Linked DNA regions of Anas platyrhynchos: region 1 is linked to region 2. A link is a contact called in public Hi-C data. All regions are on one chromosome and are shown on one strand. Each heading gives the region's core, a stretch centred on a gene start, on an enhancer-like site or on the middle of the called end of the contact. The rest is flanking DNA. Distances are from core to core; before and after follow the strand shown.

Region 1 (4,854 bases), core at 1,764-4,263, 340 kb after region 2:
AGAAAGTATAAAAATCAATTCTAACGGTGAGCTCAAAGTAACCATTTCTGACAAAAAGAGTGTATTGTGGGAAAGGCACAGTTAAGGTCTTTCAGATTGTTCTTCCACGCATAGCTAAGATGATGTCAGTATTTCAAAATAAAGCTTCACAAAACAAATTACTACATTCAGATACAAGTTAAGTGATTCAGCTTGTGAATGGCTTTAATAGATTGTGTCATTTATTTTAAAAGAATGAAAAAAACAGCTTCCAGGGCCTGACTCTTCTAACCAATGAACTGATGTGAAGTCTGCTACTAACTTTAAGAGGCTGATTTCAGAGCCCGTGAATATACAGAATTGAAGAGAAAAAAGGTATCATGTGTTAACTCCAGAAATATGGGACCTGCTGTTTGCACAGGGATAAGTATAAAAGCAGTTGCTACTTATATTAATTTCTACTCTTCTAATAGCATACATTTTATGGATCTCTTTTTGTATTGGATACGTCAAGAAGGTTGTTTTTAAAACAAGTTCAACACTTAGGTACAGTAACTACAAGGGAAGAAAAAAAGAGTAGGGCTTTTGGAAACCTTTAAAGACATAAGCAAAGAGCTTTTACACATGCTAGTCACGGTGAAGAACACAGGAAGACAAAGACAACTATTTCAGAACAAAAGGAACTGATGAAAATGAGGATATCATATTTCTTCTTATAAATACATAAAAATATTAACAAGTTCTAATTCAAAAACAGAATGGGGAAAGCTGCACAAATTTTGTTTTTCTTATATGTGAATGGAATTTTCAGACTTTCCTCTTTGAATAGTTAAAAAAAATCATTGGAAGTAACTGTAAAGTCCACTTAGGATATTACTGTGAAGTAATAGTTTAAATAGTTTGAAGGGACCTGTCTTTTTGCACTTTTAACCAGAAATTTCTAGGGAGTTGTTTATGTTGTTTTCATTTAGAACATAGATAACATGTACTTAGTATTACATATGAAGGAAATGCCTCCACAAAGAAACTTTTGACACAGAAGTTTTTCATTGTTAGTTCCCTATGGGTGAGTTAACCTACATAAGTGATTTAAATAATGCCTTATCTAGTAGGATTATATAAGAAAAGTAACACTGAACCACTTCCACTACCTAAGTTACTTAACATGTTTTTATACTTTAAAATATTTCCAGCAGAGATTAAAGAATATTTCCATGAATGGCACAGTTTAAGGTACCTGCTATTTTTATATACAGTATATATATTTATATATAAATTACTATGTAACCGGAAGATTGCACTCAGAAAATTACAATATGATGTTTCAACACGTTTGCAGCATGAAGTCTAACTGGAAGGAGTGCTCTAGCTTTCCATGCAGCAGTACATTGCAGATGCTTCCAATTTCTCTTTTTCTCTTTGTTGTTAAGTATGTGTTCACACAACCATTCTTCGAATTCCACACTCACAGCAAAACTTCGCCCATTCCACTGGATACCTTGTTCCACATTCATGGCAGAATTTAGATAACTGTACGGGTGAATTTCCTTCACTGCTTTTTGAACTTGCTCCATTGACTGAGAAGTCTCCACTGTCATACCCTATTTTACCATCAGGCCTGAAAAAAAAAAAAAAAGATAAAAAACATCCACTGTAACTGAGTTCAGTATAACTTGATGCAAAACTATTTAAACCCTTTTAGGGAATTACTGCTATTGTTATTGTCATTTTCATGCTTACACTTTGCATTTATTTGCCCTTTACCACGACCTTGTAAGTTTACCCAGATTCCCCAATTTTTAGGAGCACAATTAAGTGTTTGAGTCATTAGTTAGGTTAACCAGATAATCTGGAAACATAAAAATTAGCTTGTCAAAACAGGAAAGGCAAATAGCCTAAAAGAGAAATATAATTTTCCCCCTGCTCTTTAAAAGATTTCATTTAACTTCAAGTGAACCACTGGCCATTTGAATGATCATTCATCCAATTTGTCAATGACTAAGAGGTTTTTGACATTTCTAAAAGTCTTCTGTGCCCATCTTATCTGAGAGTGATATTCTACTAGATGGCAAACAAGGAAAATACATTCTCAGCATCTAAAACGGGACAGGTAAAATTGACCATGAATTATCCATTAACTGCAGAGAACAGCATTTTCCCCTACTTATTCTCCAGTGAGTACTCCCCTTAAATGAAGATTCTACTGCTGGCAAAAAAAAAAAAAAAAAAAAAAAAAAAAAGCAAAAAAAAGCTACCTTGAGTAACTGTCTGAATTACTTGTTTTTCTTTTGTTTGATAGAGCACCCGTGCTCATGGTTCTTGCCACACTAGGAGGGGTTGTCCGTGCTTTTGTTACACCTCTAAAACAGAATAAATATCCAATTAGTTATATAAACACAAATTTACACAAGGAAAGGCATTTTTAATTTATATACAAAAATTAATTTAACAATCCACAACAATCAATAATACAATGAATAATACAACTTACTTCCTAAAATACAGAAAAGCTTTGCCATGAACTTGCCTACATTGGACTAAATATGATTCAAATCTTACACTGCCAAGCTAAATTGCACAGCCAGTCCCTTCCTGTTTCACTTGTTATCACACCAAAATACAGGTAGAACCCGCACTATTGATCATTTAGTATATTCTAAGGTCTTCTTTGACAGACTATAAGTCACTTTATAGTGTTGTCAGGGCTTTCAGAAAAATACAGGGTAACTGAATGCAATGCGAAAAAGAATTTACAGAAGATACCATATTTCCAATATTTTGTGACAAATATAAAACAAGTAACATTTTCTTAATAGCCACAGACTTGACATAGGACGCATAATTCTCAGCTTGGCAGACCTTCTTTCTCCAAAGCATATGTATGGGAGGGGGAAAGGAGGGGAAGGAAGGTCTGTCCAGCTGGACATTAGGGCCTAGTTTTTTTCTAGCTTGCCACAGTGTTTCAAAGTTGGCTTCAATAGTACAACCACAGAGCTGTGAAAGCTACCTTCCTCAAGACTCATATAAGTCATTACGCAATTAATAGCACGTCCTAAACACGCAGAACATTTTACTGCTTTTTCTGGTCAGTGGTAAGAACATCAGAATCCCCTGCAAAATCTCAGAAGTACAAGGAAAAAAGATAGGAAGGGACATTCTTTTATCATCAGTGATCAAGGACAGAATTTTTCTTCATTGCTCAAGAGAATTACCATTCACCAGGATTTCTTATTGTTTGGCAAGGCATCAGAATGACTATGACGTCTTGTGCCTGACCACCAAGTTTTTCTGTTCACATTCTTGAACGCTGATGCATAATGAAATTTAAGCTGGGACAATCTCATGGACATTACGAAATATTAGAACAAGATCTCACAAAAAGTTAGTCACCAAGAGCCCAATCAGCAACAAAAACCCCAATAGTGATTTTTTCCAGATGAACCTAACTGCTCCTTTCAAAACTATAAACAGCTTATTCTTGGCTTGCTTTTCAAAATATAAAGAAAATTATTCAGTTCCAATAACTTCAAATACAGCAATGACACAACTGATGATCAGTGTTGTAACTCCTGAATTTGAAACGATTCATTTCAAAAAGCCCATTTTCCTTCATGTTGTGAATATAAGCTAAGGATGGTTTTTCAGTTCCTTCCACTAAGAACCAGTCACTTAAACACTTCAGTGGAAAAGTGATCAAATGATTAAGAATAAAAACAGAAACCGGGAACTAAATTTAAGAATAAATCAAGTGAAAATTGTATTTAGAAAACGTATTCAAGTTTAACAAGAATGGCTTTTACTTTCAACGGGTAAAGTGGAACTACCAAAAATTCTGTCTCACTGGGCAGAACACTAACTTTCTCCTTCAGTTCTCTTTTGAGTCCTCTTACCTGGCAAAGAGATACTAAAGATGATTTTACTTAAAACATTGTGTAGACTGAAAAGCACTACATAGGTTTTAATTCTGATATAACATCAGAAGTCATGTCAGTTTTTCAGAAGCTACAGAATTACATGATAAAAGTTCTAAGTGTAACTTACATTATGATGTTACAAGGACACACAACACTACAGACACTAAAAAAACTATCATGCATTATTTCCTCCATCTCATTTTAGATTGGAGGCAGACCGTGCTTTAAATACTGGTAAAATTCATTAAAGCTCAATAGTGCAGAAAAATATAATGGACTTTTACTTTATTTGTTATGGAAGCTAAAAAAATGTATAAAAATGTATAAAAACTTAACTGCAGACACAGAAATGGTAGATCTCATGAATCAGTGATGATCAAACAATGTAGACCAGAATTATGTCCCAATTCCTGCTTAGACAATTCCAAATAATTTAAACCAAACTTTTCTAACCTATTAATGAATCACAGTTTTCTCCGGATTTCCGAATTTGGAACTAGGAATTAGGAACACTACTTCTTCAAAACTGAGAGCATTAATATCTTAAATTGAAATCTGTTCAGGATACACCTTGAATCAATCATTTCCTACATAATGCAAGGAATATTTTTTTAAAAAAGTCCTAGATATTTGAAAGAAATTGACGTGAAAAATAGTCCACTTCTCTTTCCCGTATTTCAGCTGTTCACTTCTTTAAAATATGTATAATAATATACCCTTACCCTACTAAAAAAGGGTCTCTAAAAAAAGTCAACTGATACTTTAATAATATATGTATATTCGAGAAGTTTCCCCAAAATCAATGTCTTAAGAATATGATTTGAATGTATAATATGACACATAGGTTACCAGTAAAACCAGGAAAAAGTAAAAAAAACAAAAAACAAACAAACAAAAAAAAACAACACATTGAAAGTGCACTGTCTATCCTGTCTGTTGAGCAAGGTAGTCACAAGAAAAC
Region 2 (4,315 bases), core at 340-2,839:
TTAGGTTATACATAAAACACAATATATACAACATGATATATACATCTCCTATATTTATATTGTCCCATTCTACTCTGTACATATTCTACTGTACATATACACTCAAATCCAGATTTTAGGGTAAATAATAGAGCATCAATCTTCGTGATGTCCTAAAGCACAATAACGCACAGCCTGACGGGTTTTTCAAAATAAAACTCACTGCCCTCAGCTGTATGTTAAATAATCAGAGTTTGCCCTCTTCTGGTCACAAGAAGTTGTACATGATGATTTTTATGAACTTGTGAACCTATGGAAATCATCATCTATCTAAGACTCTTTGGCAAATTGCATATTTGAAGAGGTAATGTTTCGAAACCAGATTTTATTATGGAATAGCTGTATTCCAGAGTTTGTTTAACAACCTGTTGCACATATAATAGGTAAGAGAAATTTAAGTTGTAGCTTGGCTGTTTCCTTACATCATTATCTCCTTAGGTCATAATTTCCTGGGATGTATCTTGGATAAAGTCTTTCATGTCCTCCTTCTTCAGGAGCTGCCCAAGAGCTTCCTTTCCCAGGACCCATTTGACCAAAGCCAACCTGTTACAGCAGGAAGACATTTTCCAGCATCCATTTACTGGTACCCAAAAGAAAGGGAAGCTGACATCCCACTGTAGACTTGATGAAAGTGGATGTTTCCCTAAGTAAATTATCAAATATACGCATGCTTACAGTCTCTGTGGACCTTTGAATAGAAAAAAGAACCTCCCTTAATTTTCCCAGAGGAAGATTTAAAGCTCAGTTGCTATCAGCATAACACTAAAGCTATGAAAGCTCAAAGCACAGGCGTTTTCTTGTACATCAGAGAAATGTACAAGATCCATGGGGAGTCTATAGCAGCCTCTTGCTTCTGCAGCTCACAGAGCTTTGGGTTATATTTGCATGCTTACTGCAGGCTGGGTTTGAGGGTCCTCTGTCTCGTGCCAGTGTTTGGAGAGGGAAAAAAAGAGTTCAGTGTTTTTGAAGGGTGGCAGATCTAAGGATGACCATCCTCTTTCTTCTCTCTGAGCTGTTTCATGGGTTGTTTAGGCTCTGATCTGATGGTGGTTTTTGATGCTAGCTTTTCTTGCTGTTCCGTACATTTCTGAAGTTGCTTTTTTTTTTTTAATCACCTCCCCAGTATCAACTTCGTGGGCTTCTGAATATTTCCTGTTGCTTTTTAGACATATTTGAAGCTACAGAAATGTAGATACTCTCACAGTCACAAGTTTCTGATGATGGTATTGTAATTCACGCAAAAAATTATTGTTTTAGAGCAACCCGTGGCCATGTCACTCATGTTACGCTGGAATTAAAGCTGAAAATATCTGGGCTCAGTCTCCAGATTTCAGAGCCACATTTACCTTATATAATAGTATGAACTGTGCAGCAGATGTAATGGCTATCCTTCAGAGGCAAGCCTTGCAATCCCGTGTATTTAGAGATTATCTCACTTCTTAAAACCGACCACTGCATGGCACTGTTGCACTATTATCACTGCGGCACCACCCCTGATGCATAGGGAAGTTTATCTGTAATTCTCCCACTGCCCGGCGAGAGCCCTTCGGGGTGTGAAGTGCTGGCTCCATCCACCGCTGAGACGTGCTCAGCACAGGGCATGTGCTGCAAGGTGCAGGGAGGTCCTGCTGCTCCCCGTGCAATCTTTTTGTGCCTCCACCAAAAACCTGATGAGAGGATTTCATTTGACGTGACGGTATCTGAAAACAGTTGGATAAGGTAGGTGTTCATGCTGATCCAAGCATAGGTTTTAAGCCATATCCCTCTTCTGGGAGAAGAGAGAGAAGCACTTCTCGGTATGGCTTAAGGTGTCAGGAATAAAGCTCTTTCCTACACTCCTCACACTTCTGAAAGGCCTGCTAAAAAGCGGTCAGCTCTGTGTGTGTGTGCACCCTACATCCAAACCTCCTGACTTTGGAAATATTTGAGTCTGTATGAGCACCAGTTTTGTGGCTTCAGTAGACCACATGAACTTTTCACAGATTTGCAGCATTCCTGTCTGAGTACTCAGCCAGCCTTGATCTGACCGATGGATTAACAAAAAACAGAGCCCTAACCCCATTTTGGAGACAGTCCTGGGACATGCAGATGCCACAGGTCAAAACTGCCTTTCTCACTGGGCTGCCAGCTCTGCCCAGCAGCTGAGCCTTCCCAAACCTCAGAGGGAGGAGGGAGCATCTGCTCTGCGCAGCGCTGGCACTCCAGGCTCCCTCCTGTCCACAGGGGGGTTTCAAACAGCCTGCAGAAAATGCTCCCCACAACAGCACCAGCTGCTCTAAGCTCACAGCATGCAGCTGGGCTTCTGCAGTTAATCCAAGAAGCAGGATATTTTTATTTTTATTTTTAAGTCCGGAGAATGCTACTTGCCACTGAATTAAAAAAAAAAAAACAATCTGAGATATTTCCAGTAGCCAAATGATAATGCAGGGTATTAGTCAGAGGCTTTTAGAATATATTTATACTTCAATAAAATGAATTCTACACCCACAAACTATTAAAATATCCAAATAAACCCAACAAGAGCAAAACATCAGCTCTGACACTGAGCTACTGAGGCCACATGGCCTTTTTCTTCATTCATTTCTCTGGTGCAGATTTGGTAGCCATGAAGCATCTCCCAGGCAATGCCCAGGTCTGGTTCTGTGGAGGGCACATGCCATGGAGCCTTCCAGCGGACACGCTGGATGTGGACACCCTTGTTTGTGGAGTCTGAAAGGGCCCACCACCAGAGGTTTGTCCTCAGCCTGTTGTCCTAGCAAGTGCAGCCAGCAGGACAAACAAGAAAAGGGCCTGAAACACATCCAGGTCTTGTTAAGTCAACGGACAGGGAGAACTCAGTAAGTGACTTGTCATTTGGAAATGTAACCCAAATCCAGGAGACCCCAACCCAAAATTCGGGACCTTAAATAGAGATAAAAGTTTGACTGAATGACTCTTTTCATTGGGGCTTAAAGCAAAATGCAAACTTTGAAGACTTGGCAGCACTGAGGTTTGTGTCATCCAGTTTCAGAGTTTGCTCTATGAGTCCCCTGCCAGGTTTAATTCTAGTAATTTTGCCAGAAAGACAAGGAGTTTAGGCAATGAAACCAACTTGCCATAAAGAAGTTGTGTTGTGCCTCTCACGCCGTTACAGAACTCATTGTGCACAGAGCTGACCTTGCAGCCCTGTGCCTGGATGAGCTTCTGCAGCTTGTTGACTGCAGGCCAGGACTTCCAGGGACATAACTTGGCTCCAGATTAAAACAGGCTGTATGGGTCAGAAACCGACTGTTGCAGATCTGGACCTTTTGGCCCATCTCTCTGAAAGAGCGAATGATGCCACTTTCATCACTTTAAATCAGAAAACTAATCCTAGGTGTAATTCTTGATCACCTTTTGAGCTTTTACCCTGAAAATCAGCGTGTTACCAGCCAGAATCTTGATGCAGTTATTGATGTATATACCCAAGAATACATTAACTTTTCTTTCTTTTTTTTTTCCTCCCCAGTATTGAGTGAGGATTAAGGGAACATGTGCATGTGTGTGTAGCTAGTTCTTTTTTAATAATCCCAGTGCTAGAGGTCACGTTCATAGGCTCAGTTTATACAGTAATCTTTAAAAATAACCAGCCTAAGCACTGAAAACACATAGCAGGGGTCAGTCCCGTATTAGCAAAGAAATAGGCTTGATTTATTAATAGGTCTTATTTAAATCTAATTTCCATGCTTTTATGACTTCATTAGGCTTTCACCTCATACGGGCACATGTCAGAAGTAATGGAGCGAGAGAAGAGACAAGCCCTTTTTCAGTTCACAGAACCCCAATTCTTTATTAATCACAGCTTGCTCACAATGACATACAGGAAAATAGCACTAATGAAGAGTAGAATATGCAGGCAGCAACCTCCGGGGGGATAGGGACAACTTCAAAACTGCAGGTATTTTGGGGATGATGTGTTAGGTTTCGTGATACTGTACTTGGCACGAGCACCCTGTCTAGTCATTCCTGCTGCTTCAGCCCTCTTTAGTCCTAGATGTCCGTCACTAGGTAGGGTTGGCTAACACTGAAGAGTAAAGGTCATGATGAATGGAAGTCAGCAGTGTCAAAAACAAAAAATAAAAGGTAACACCTGGCTCATGGGTTCCTGGTGAAATATTTGGTAGCCTCTTTAACTGTTACACACGTACTATGGTAGCATCAGAGAAGTATCATAGATCATGGCACCTACAAATAAAGCCATTTGATGCTATCTATTATCTGCTCCATTAATAAATTTTCAAGTGGTGGATTAAGCTCA

The links. Hi-C and Micro-C count contacts between places; a contact is called where the count stands out from the background.
Region 1: a contact with region 2 is called in a Hi-C map of liver, with 2.7 times the contacts expected there. The contact joins two enhancer-like sites. A contact is called at or near these places in 2 of 8 Hi-C or Micro-C datasets (liver and subcutaneous adipose tissue).

Annotation. Positions count from the first base shown.
Region 1 is chr2:30,614,063-30,618,916 of IASCAAS_PekinDuck_T2T, forward strand. ZC2HC1A (zinc finger C2HC-type containing 1A) reads right to left here. Exons shown (of 9, transcript XM_027452382.3): 8 at 2,235-2,339; 9 at 1-1,597. The coding sequence ends at 1,417. Among named protein-coding and RNA genes, the nearest start is that of IL7, 23 kb to the left of the region's middle. Within about 2 kb of position 3,014, at least 2 of the 8 cell types and tissues checked have an H3K27ac peak or open chromatin away from gene starts, as enhancers often do.
Region 2 is chr2:30,276,677-30,280,991 of IASCAAS_PekinDuck_T2T, forward strand. STMN2 (stathmin 2) reads right to left here. Exons shown (of 5, transcript XM_005016023.6): 5 at 3,828-4,315. Among named protein-coding and RNA genes, the nearest start is that of HEY1, 23 kb to the left of the region's middle. Within about 2 kb of position 1,590, at least 4 of the 8 cell types and tissues checked have an H3K27ac peak or open chromatin away from gene starts, as enhancers often do.